2 separate regions of the Mus musculus genome follow, and region 2 is linked to region 1. Evidence: chromatin contacts called from public promoter capture Hi-C data. All regions are on one chromosome and are shown on one strand. The core of a region is the stretch at or near the end of the contact, and the rest is flanking DNA. Distances in the headings are between cores, read along the strand shown.

What was found. Promoter capture Hi-C pulls out the DNA fragments that hold promoters and counts their contacts.
Region 2: a promoter capture Hi-C map of erythroid cells shows a contact between it and region 1, with 7 times the contacts expected there. The contact joins the promoter of Hp1bp3 here to the promoter of Rpl11 in region 1.

The regions. Positions count from the first base shown.
Region 1 is chr4:136,052,050-136,056,387 of GRCm38.p6, forward strand. Rpl11 (ribosomal protein L11) reads right to left here and starts at 1,344. Exons shown (of 6, transcript NM_025919.3): 1 at 1,299-1,344; 2 at 518-668. The coding sequence starts at 1,304.
Region 2 is chr4:138,214,791-138,219,154 of GRCm38.p6, forward strand. It overlaps Hp1bp3 (heterochromatin protein 1, binding protein 3), which reads left to right and starts at 1,822. Exons shown (of 13, transcript NM_010470.3): 1 at 1,822-1,950.

The sequences.
Region 1 (4,338 bases), core at 94-2,593:
CAAAAGCCAGTGTTTTCAAAATGCTGACTGTGGTCCTAAGAAACAGTATCCAAACCCAATCACAGACCACCCACAACCACACTAGCAACAGACTCCATGTTTCTAGCAAGGTAACTCCTGTCATGTGGCCAAACAAGGGAATCACAATTCATTTTAAGTGAGTTGAGGCAGAGCCAGAAGTTAAGAAGCACTGGTGGGGGGGTGTTGGAAAGATGGCTCAGAGGTTTAACAGGTTCTGAGGACCTACACGGTTGTTCACAACCAACAGAAACGGGATCTGATTCCCTCTTCTGTCATGTGGGCATGCATGCAAACAGAGTACCCATGCACACACACACAAATACAAATAAAAGCATGGATAGGACCTCATGCCAACAGTGTACGGTATTAACCCTGTTCTTAGCTGTCAACCAGGCCCACGACAGCTCACGTTATAAGTCCATTTGCACCCGTGCTCCGGTCAGATGAAGCAAGCTTTCCAGATCCACTCCTCTCTGGTCAGCCCACCGCCACTCACCTTTGGAGAACACCGGGGTCTGGCCTGTGAGCTGCTCCAACACCTTGGCTGCCCGGGTCAGTCTGTCTCCGCTCTCCCCGACGCAGATATTGAGGCAGAGCTTGCGGATGCGCAGTTCCCGCATGGGGTTCTCCTTTTCCCCTTGATCTTGCTGCGAAGAGGGACACAGCCATCAACACCCTCCCGCCCCGTCAGAGACGAGAAACAGCCAAGGTCTTCTCCGCTCTGACTTCTATCGTCCCGGATCCCGCCTAAGCCCTCGGGACCACCAAGGTCTCCGCGTTTGGAAGAGAACGAACACAGAGAGAGAGCCTGAATCCCAAGCGGATCCACGAGTAGGGAACAGACACTAGAGATCGTAGAAAGTATACAATGTAACCCTAATCAAAACTACAGGAAGTACCGGCCTCTGCGCCATGCCGTCCCCCTTCCCAAGCTAGCACGGGTCCTGCGAGTAGGACTCGCAGAAACTCCCCAGCACCACACAAGCTGCAAGTGTCCCCTTGGCCCCGCCGTGGACCTCCGCACGTCGCGCTCGCACTTCCGGCAGCCCCCAGACACTGCGTCTGGGCCCTCGGGGCTGCAGACCTGAGCCCCATTCTTAGGATGGGCGGCGATGCGGCGGGGGTGCCCCACGGCCGCCCAGTCCCGCCGGGCTTAATGCCAACAGCCTCGCGGGCTCCGTCCTCCTCCGGCCACCCGCGAGACAGCCGCCCTGGGCTCCGCCGACTGCGGATGGAGACGGATGAAAGCGAGGCAAAGCCAACTCTCGCCTACTCACCGCCATGGTGGAGAACAGGAAGAGAGAGGGAGACTTCCGGCCCCGTGGCCTTATGGGTCAGGAGGCGGGCTTTTCTTCTAGGCAGACAAACGAGGGGAGAGGGGGAAAGAGAGGCATAGCTGTCGTGGCGCTGCCACCTCTAGTGGACTGTCCTCGAAACTGCAGTCATCTTGGGCAAAAGACTAGGTCGTGGGTTGTCCGATGCTGGTATGTTCTTGAGTCCATGACTCCAAGAACAGTCTCAGAACCTGGTGGTTCTTGAGTGATGTCACTGCCCAAAGTCCATTAAATCAGTTGAGCAAAGGGCTAGAGAGAAGGCTTTACAGTTAAGAACAAAATTCCCGGCATGAACACGGTATTTCAAAACTGGTTGTGCCTCCAGTTCCAGGGAGACAGATCCCTCTTCTGGCATCTACAGGCATCAGGCCATGTGTGCATACAGGCAAAACACCCATATAAATAAAATAATTTTTATAAATAAATAAGCTGAGACGCCAGGCAGTGGTGGCGCACGCCTTCAATCCCAGCACTTGGGAGGCAGAGGCAGGTGGATTTCTGAATTCTGGTCTACAGAGTGAGTTCCAGGACAGCCAAGGTTAGACTGAGAAACCCTGTCTCGAAAAACAAAAACAAAAACAAAAACAAAAAAATCAGCTGAGGCTGGAGAGACAGCGCAGTAGTTAAGAGCACTTGACAGCTCTTCCCAAGGTCCTGAGTTCAATTATCAACAACCACATGGTAGCTCACAGACATCTGTAATGGGATCTGATGCCCTCTTCTGGTATGCAGGTGTACATGCAGATAGAGTACTCATACATAAAATAAGTGCGAAGATAAAAAGAAACCATACAGATTCTAGACCCTTTACTTTGTAACTATGTTAACAAGTATACAAATCAGAGTAGTGGCTTAAATCAGCTGTTCCAGTCTGATGCCCTTGTCTTCCTTCTGAGGACCCCAGGCACACACTTACAAGGACATATGTGCAGGAAAAACTTAAATACAGATAAACTAATAAATAAAAAGTAAATTTTGAAAATAAGAGTCCTGAGCTGTGAATACAGGCAGGTGTGGGTTTGATCCAACTAGCTAGTTACTAATTAAAATTACTTCTGTCTGTTTTCCCCTTGTGTAAAACAGCTACTTCTGTGTCATGGGTTACTGTGTAATTCAGTGAAGTATGTAAGTTGTTACTTTTATAATTAAGTCAAGCCTACAACATCCAAGCAACACCCACCTTCCAAAAGAAGTATTAGACATGGTAGCTAAAAAGAAAAAGGACATCAGAGGTGAGAGAGAGAGAGAGAGAGAGAGAGAGAGAGAGAGAGAGATCTGACAATGGCTTACAGATGCTTCTGAGAAGAGATCATCAGTTACAGACTATAGGACACGCCCCCTTCCAGGGTTACATTGAATCCTCAGAAGCTGAACTCAAGGATGAGGACCACCAAGATCCACATCCCAGGCAGATGCTGGCCTTCCTTGAGTCAGTCAGTTTCTCTAACATGAATGCATGGGCAAAGAAGAACACAGACGCCTTCGGTAGAAAAAGGGCCTGCCCTCTCCTTCCTGCTGCCCCCAGTACCCTTCTCTAACCCACACAGGGAGGCCAGAAGCCCCCCAGCATTTCCAACCTTTCAAACCTACACATAATGAGAATTTCAGTTTGTTTGTTTGTTTGTTTTGTTTTTGGTATTTTTCAAGACAGGGTTTCTCTGTGTAGCCCTGGCTGTCCTGGAACTCACTTTGTAGACCAGGCTGGCCTCGAACTCAGAAATCCGCCTGCCTCTGCCTCCCGAGTGCTGGGATTAAAGGTGTGCACCACCATGACCGACTAGTTTGTTTTTTTAAAGCCCAGTTATGTTATGTGATTATGTTCTTGTTTTGATCCCAGGTGGGGGACATGGGGCTGTTTCAGATTATCCATGCCCAATAACTATGATTTCTTTTATGCTCTAGAAGGGGTGTGATTTTCACAAGCTGTAGATGTTTATGTTTTGAATTCTGGGGACACTTCAGAAAGCTTAAATGCAAGGGGCCCAAGAGGGCCTGTGACAGCTGCTGCTCCCCATGTTGTTGCTCCCCGTTGCTGCTGCAACAGATAATAGAACCCAATAAAGAAGCCAAAAAATCCAGTTATGAGTGACCCCTAACACAGAGCAGAATGAGACACATGGGGCCAGGCGTGGTGGCACTTGCCTTTAATCCCAGCACTTGGGAGGCAGGGGAAGGTGAATTTCCGAGTTTGAGACCAGCCTGGTCTACACAGAGAAACCCTGTCTCAAAAAAAAAATAAAAAAAACCAAAGAGAGAGAGAGAGAGAGAGAGAGAGAGAGAGAGAGAGAAGAGAGAGAAGAGAGAGAGAGAGAGAAGAGAGAGAGAGAGAGAGAGAGAGAGAGAGAGAGAGAGAGAGAGGATTCCTAATGCCATAGGAGAAGTGGTGGCAAGGGAAGAAGAAATGAGAGTTCTGCTTCAGGACATTACCAAAAAGTTTACTGCTGCTGGCTCTGGGTTCTCTCCCACACTGCTCCCAGAGGGGAATTTCTATTTCCTCCTCCTCCTCCTCCTCCTCATCCTCCTCCTCCTCATCCTCCTCCTCTCCTTCTCCTTCTTCTTCATCTTCTCCCTGTATTCTATTTCAAAGAGGATTGGGAGAATGGCTGAGCAATGGGAAAAGTTGTGAGTGGATATGGAGGGATCTGAGAAACAGAAAAAAAAAAAAAAAAAGAATGAAATGGGGAAACCAGAAGGATCATTCTGTTCTCTCATTTTTGAAAGGGTTGCAACATTGCCTGTGCAACTGAAAGGGCTCCAGGTAGAGACAGGAGCTCTTGAAAAGCCAGTAGCACTGGAAAAGGGGGAACAGAAAGACTCAGACCTGGTGACTCACAGCCAGAGCTTCTCATGGGATGAAAGAGGGAAGCCAGCTGGGCATGAAGGCAGAGCCTGGCTCCACCCTGTGCCTTTCACTTCTTTTCACTTCGGGTCTCAAGTCCCCAAAGACCCTGGGTGGAGCAAGGAGCCAGGAGAAGCAGGAGAC
Region 2 (4,364 bases), core at 572-3,071, 2.2 Mb after region 1:
TGATCTACATAGTAAGCTCCAGGCCAGGCAATGTTGTATTTTATAAAAATAGAGAAACCAGGGATATGTTTGATAGAGGCCAGGTATAATGTGAGATAAGGGGGTGTCTCTGTGGGCCCATGCTGAGGCATCCCTTCCCCCTGAGAGACCAGCCATAGATGGATGTAGTGTATAGAATAGGGTTTATTCAGGGCATGGGGAGGGGAGTTGGAAGGCAGAGAAAGAGGGGGGGGCAGGTTATGACCATGTGGAGAGGGAGGGGCAAGGGGTGAGAGGTCAGAGCAAGAGCAAGAGATCGAGGAGGGGGCAAAGAAGCGCCTTTTTTAGTGAGTTAGACACACCTGGCTATTGCCAGGTAACTGTGGGACATAGCCTAGATGAAATGTCAACAGGCAAAACTACATAGAGAGATCCTGTCTCAAACAAGGACACACACCAAATGTAGCAAGTTCCCAATTATGCCAATACATAAAAGTGGGATGGGGACAGGTGTCTCCGTGGCTGAGGTCCCTTGCTCTTGTAGAGGATCTCGGTTTGGTTCCCAGCACCCACATCAGACAGCTTACAACCTACTAACTCAATTCCCAGGAGTGCAGACAATCCTTAGACATCTGCACACACCCGGAACACATACAAACAGGTACACACACATATAAAAAATTAAAAGATGGTTTTAAAACAGAATTCTTCAAAAAGACCAAAATCCCTTTTTAATATTTAATTTTTTTTTCATATGACATACTTGATCAGGTCCCCTCCTCTCCAAATCCTCTCAGATCCTCCCCATAAATCCCTTTGAAGAGATTGCCCATGATCCCAGTGTTCAGGGGAATGGGTGATGTCACTAGTACAGACGCTCACCAGGGAGGAATTTTTGGTGGGGTGATTTATTTAATCTTCTTAGAACCCTTGGAGTTTCAGCCACTCTGGCAGGTGGAGAGGACTGAAAGTGTGTCTAATTGGTTTCCGTAATAAGCGCTTTGATTGACCTGCAGTTGCGGTGCCATGCATGTACCAGGCCGATACCCACAAGACTCCGGCTACTTGAGGTACATTGAATTTTTCCAAAGTGGCTTTGAAGAACTACACCTGCAATCCTTCATTTCCTTTTCCTTCTTTACACAGGCTCTCGTGCATTCCAAGCTGGCCTCAGGTTGGTTACCTACCCAAAATGGCCTTGAAATTTCGATCCTCTTGATGCCACCTATTGAGTCTGCGTCATCACACTGGGCTCTAGGTGCTGGCGATGGCACCCAGGGCTTTCTTCAGACTAGACACATACTAACAACTAAACTACTTCTTCAGCCCCAAGAACTACAATTTTCAAAGGCGGTGGTGTGCACATTACATGAATAGGCAGATCTCAACGTAAAGTGCCAAATAAAAGGCGACTCCCTTCTAATTCCGTGGTTTCTTTTGGGTGCTGGGGGTGGGGAAGCTGTCTGTGCATGCAAATCAAGAAGCTGGGGGCAGCCCGGCTCACGCATCTTCCAGGCCGTGTATGACCAGTCCTTGCTCACTACACTGCCAATTCCCTGTGGACTCAGGAAGTGGCTGTTGTTGTCTAGCACCGTCTTCCAGGGCTAAAGGGAGGCTGGAACCCCAAACCCGAAGGACTCGGGGTCGGAGACAGAGACTGCGCCGAGCACGCAGGACGCAGCCAGGAAGCTAGCGCTCCCAGCCACGCTCTGCCTCCCGTCGTCCGCCGTTCCCCCCCACCTCCCCCACGAGCGCCCTGTCGCGCCCCTGCGCGCCCGCCCGGGGACCCACTTGGCGGGCGCGCGCGGGGGCGGGGCCGGCGCGGGGGCGCGCGCGTGAGGCCGCGGGCAGGGGGGCGGGGCGGCAGAGCTCGGTGCCCGGCCTGGAGGACAGCGGTGTCGCGAGTCGGCGATCGGTGGTCCGCGGCAACGCCGAGAGGCCGTACGGGAACGCGGGCGCCGGAGCTCAGAGGTAACGCGGGATGGACCCGGACCCGGCGCGCAGGGAGTGGGCGCGAGCTCCGTGCGCGAGTGAGTAGCGGAGGGCCACCGGCCTGGGCGCTGACGCCGCTGCCCGGGCGCAAGAGGCGGGACGCGGGCACCGAAGGCCGGCGGCTTTTGTCCGTCCGCCGCGGCCGCTGCGCCCTCTCGCGTCGCGCCCGCCACCCGGCCCCTGCCCCTGGCGCGCGGGCCACTCGGGCCCCGCGGCGCGCGCTCCCGCCCTTGTTTTGTTTGGACTTGGGGAGGAGGGGCAGCTCTTCTCGGGTCGGGCCCACCCCCCCTCCGTGCTTGTCTCAGTGCGCATGCTCCGGCGTGCGCCGCGGAGCCCTATTGGCTGCGGGCTTGCGCATGCTCCGAGGCCTGTGGCCCGACTTCCGCCGCGCCCTCCTCCCCTCGGCCTACTGTCAACTTGTCTTCAAGCCCGGTTCGAAAGATGCCGGCACTAGTGAGTGGCTGCGGCGGGCCCGCCCTCCCGGCTTCTCCGCCCCCGCCGCCGCCGTGGCCGCCATTACGGAGTCCCCAGTGGTGAGTGTGCAGAGCTGAGGCCACGCCGGTCGCCGCTGGTCGCCGCCGGGTCCCCGCAGCCAGGAGCGCGGCGTGGTCTCTGCGCGGTACCTCCGCCGCCGCCCTCAGCAGTCCCGCGCCCATCTTACTCCCCACTCCCGCTAGCCCTGCGCTGTCACCGCCACGGCTCTCTGTCGCGCAGCCGCTCGCTCCCGCCTTTGTCTTCGCTGCTCCTCCGGGCGATGCTCAGCCTCTGGGCGCTGTCGCTTCGCTGCTGTCGCCGCCGCCGCTACCCCGACGGCCTTGCGCTTCTGTGTCCCCCGCGAGCCTACACCTCCCCCGGCCTCCGCCGCGCTCCCCAGGCCGGCGCAGGATTGTCAGTGGCAGCCGTCTTAAGCCTAGGCCCGAGTCGATCCAGACTTAAGCAGGCAGTTTTCCTTAACGCCCTTGAGCTAAACCCTCCTTCACAGCCAGAAGTGCTCATGACTTCTCCCCCAGGCTGCTTTACTGCCCTTCTCCGACTGCCCGTTGCTTTGGAGAACGAGTCTTATTAGACCTGGACCTCATACGCAAGCATCTTAGACGTGAAATGTGTCTAGAGAGTCATTCTGCATTTGATCTTAGCCAGAAGGGCCTAGAAGCTATTAGGAAATCGTTTGAAGTTTTTAATTTTTATTTTATCTTCAATTTTATCTTCAGCATAGGCCATATAAGGCTGCCACGAGCTTTCAGTTTCAGAGTGATTTGTTCAAAGCTGCTCTCAAATTTTGTTTTTGAGGTGGTCTCCCTAATGCTTCCTTGGGACTCTGTGCTCCTCCTGCCTCAGCCTCCTGTGTGTGAGTGCAGGGGGTGCTACTGTGAACTGACACCGGAGAGTACACATGTAGTAGGGTTAAGATTGAGGTTCTTAGCCCTAGCTTTCATACTTACTTAGGAGGTGGACCCCTGGACGCTGACTAGGAAGTTACTGAGGCCTGTGCAGATGCAAGTCTAAACTGGAGCCCTGTGGAGCTGTGTGTTTGATCGGCCTCTATCCCTGGCCGTGATAGATATCACTACATGCTACTTAATGAAATGGGAAAGTCGCTAGCAATCACGATGTTTTATCTGAGTGAGGAAAAGCCTGGGAGCTGTGTGAGGGATTTACTGGTCTGTTAGTGACATTAGAAAGGATGCATATTACATGGAGTTTATGGTGACACTCTTGCTAAAAATGCTGACGCAGTAATTTGAAATACATGCCGTAGCCCCAGACCGGCTGCCTTTTCTAATGGCATAAACTACCACCATGGAATTGGGCTTTCTACTTCTGCAAGTTTTTACTGCCTGTATTAAAACAATTTAGGCATCTCCTTTGTCAAAAGTAAGTCATGTTACTATTTACGCATTCAATAAAAAGAACCCAAAATTTGTGGCCACAGGAGAACTTGATAAACCCTAAGTGGAAATATAGTTTGGTTTCCACACCATATGAAGCCAGGTTAAAGAACCATTTTCATTCTTTAGCAAATATTTGTTGAACTCTCATTCTGACCCTGTTATCTTTTAGGCACCCAGTTTTGTATCTGTGACTCAGTAGAAAAAAATGACCTATCCACTTCCAGAGTGGTGTGCAGCTGTAATGCCAGCACTGGGGAGGTGGGCTAACCTGGGCTATTAAGATCCCCCTTGACTCCCATCCCTGCAAAAAATATCCCGGCCAGGGAGCTAATACAGCTGTCTAAAAGGTCTTATCATTCAGAGTCAACGGTTGGAACAAAAAGTTCTGTTACAAGGTACACTGACAGTGTTAAGGCAGTCCTGGCTACCCATCCATGCTGTTAGCTGTTAATGAGAAGTGAATTTAAGCTGGGCATAGTGGCACACGACTTTAATTCCAGC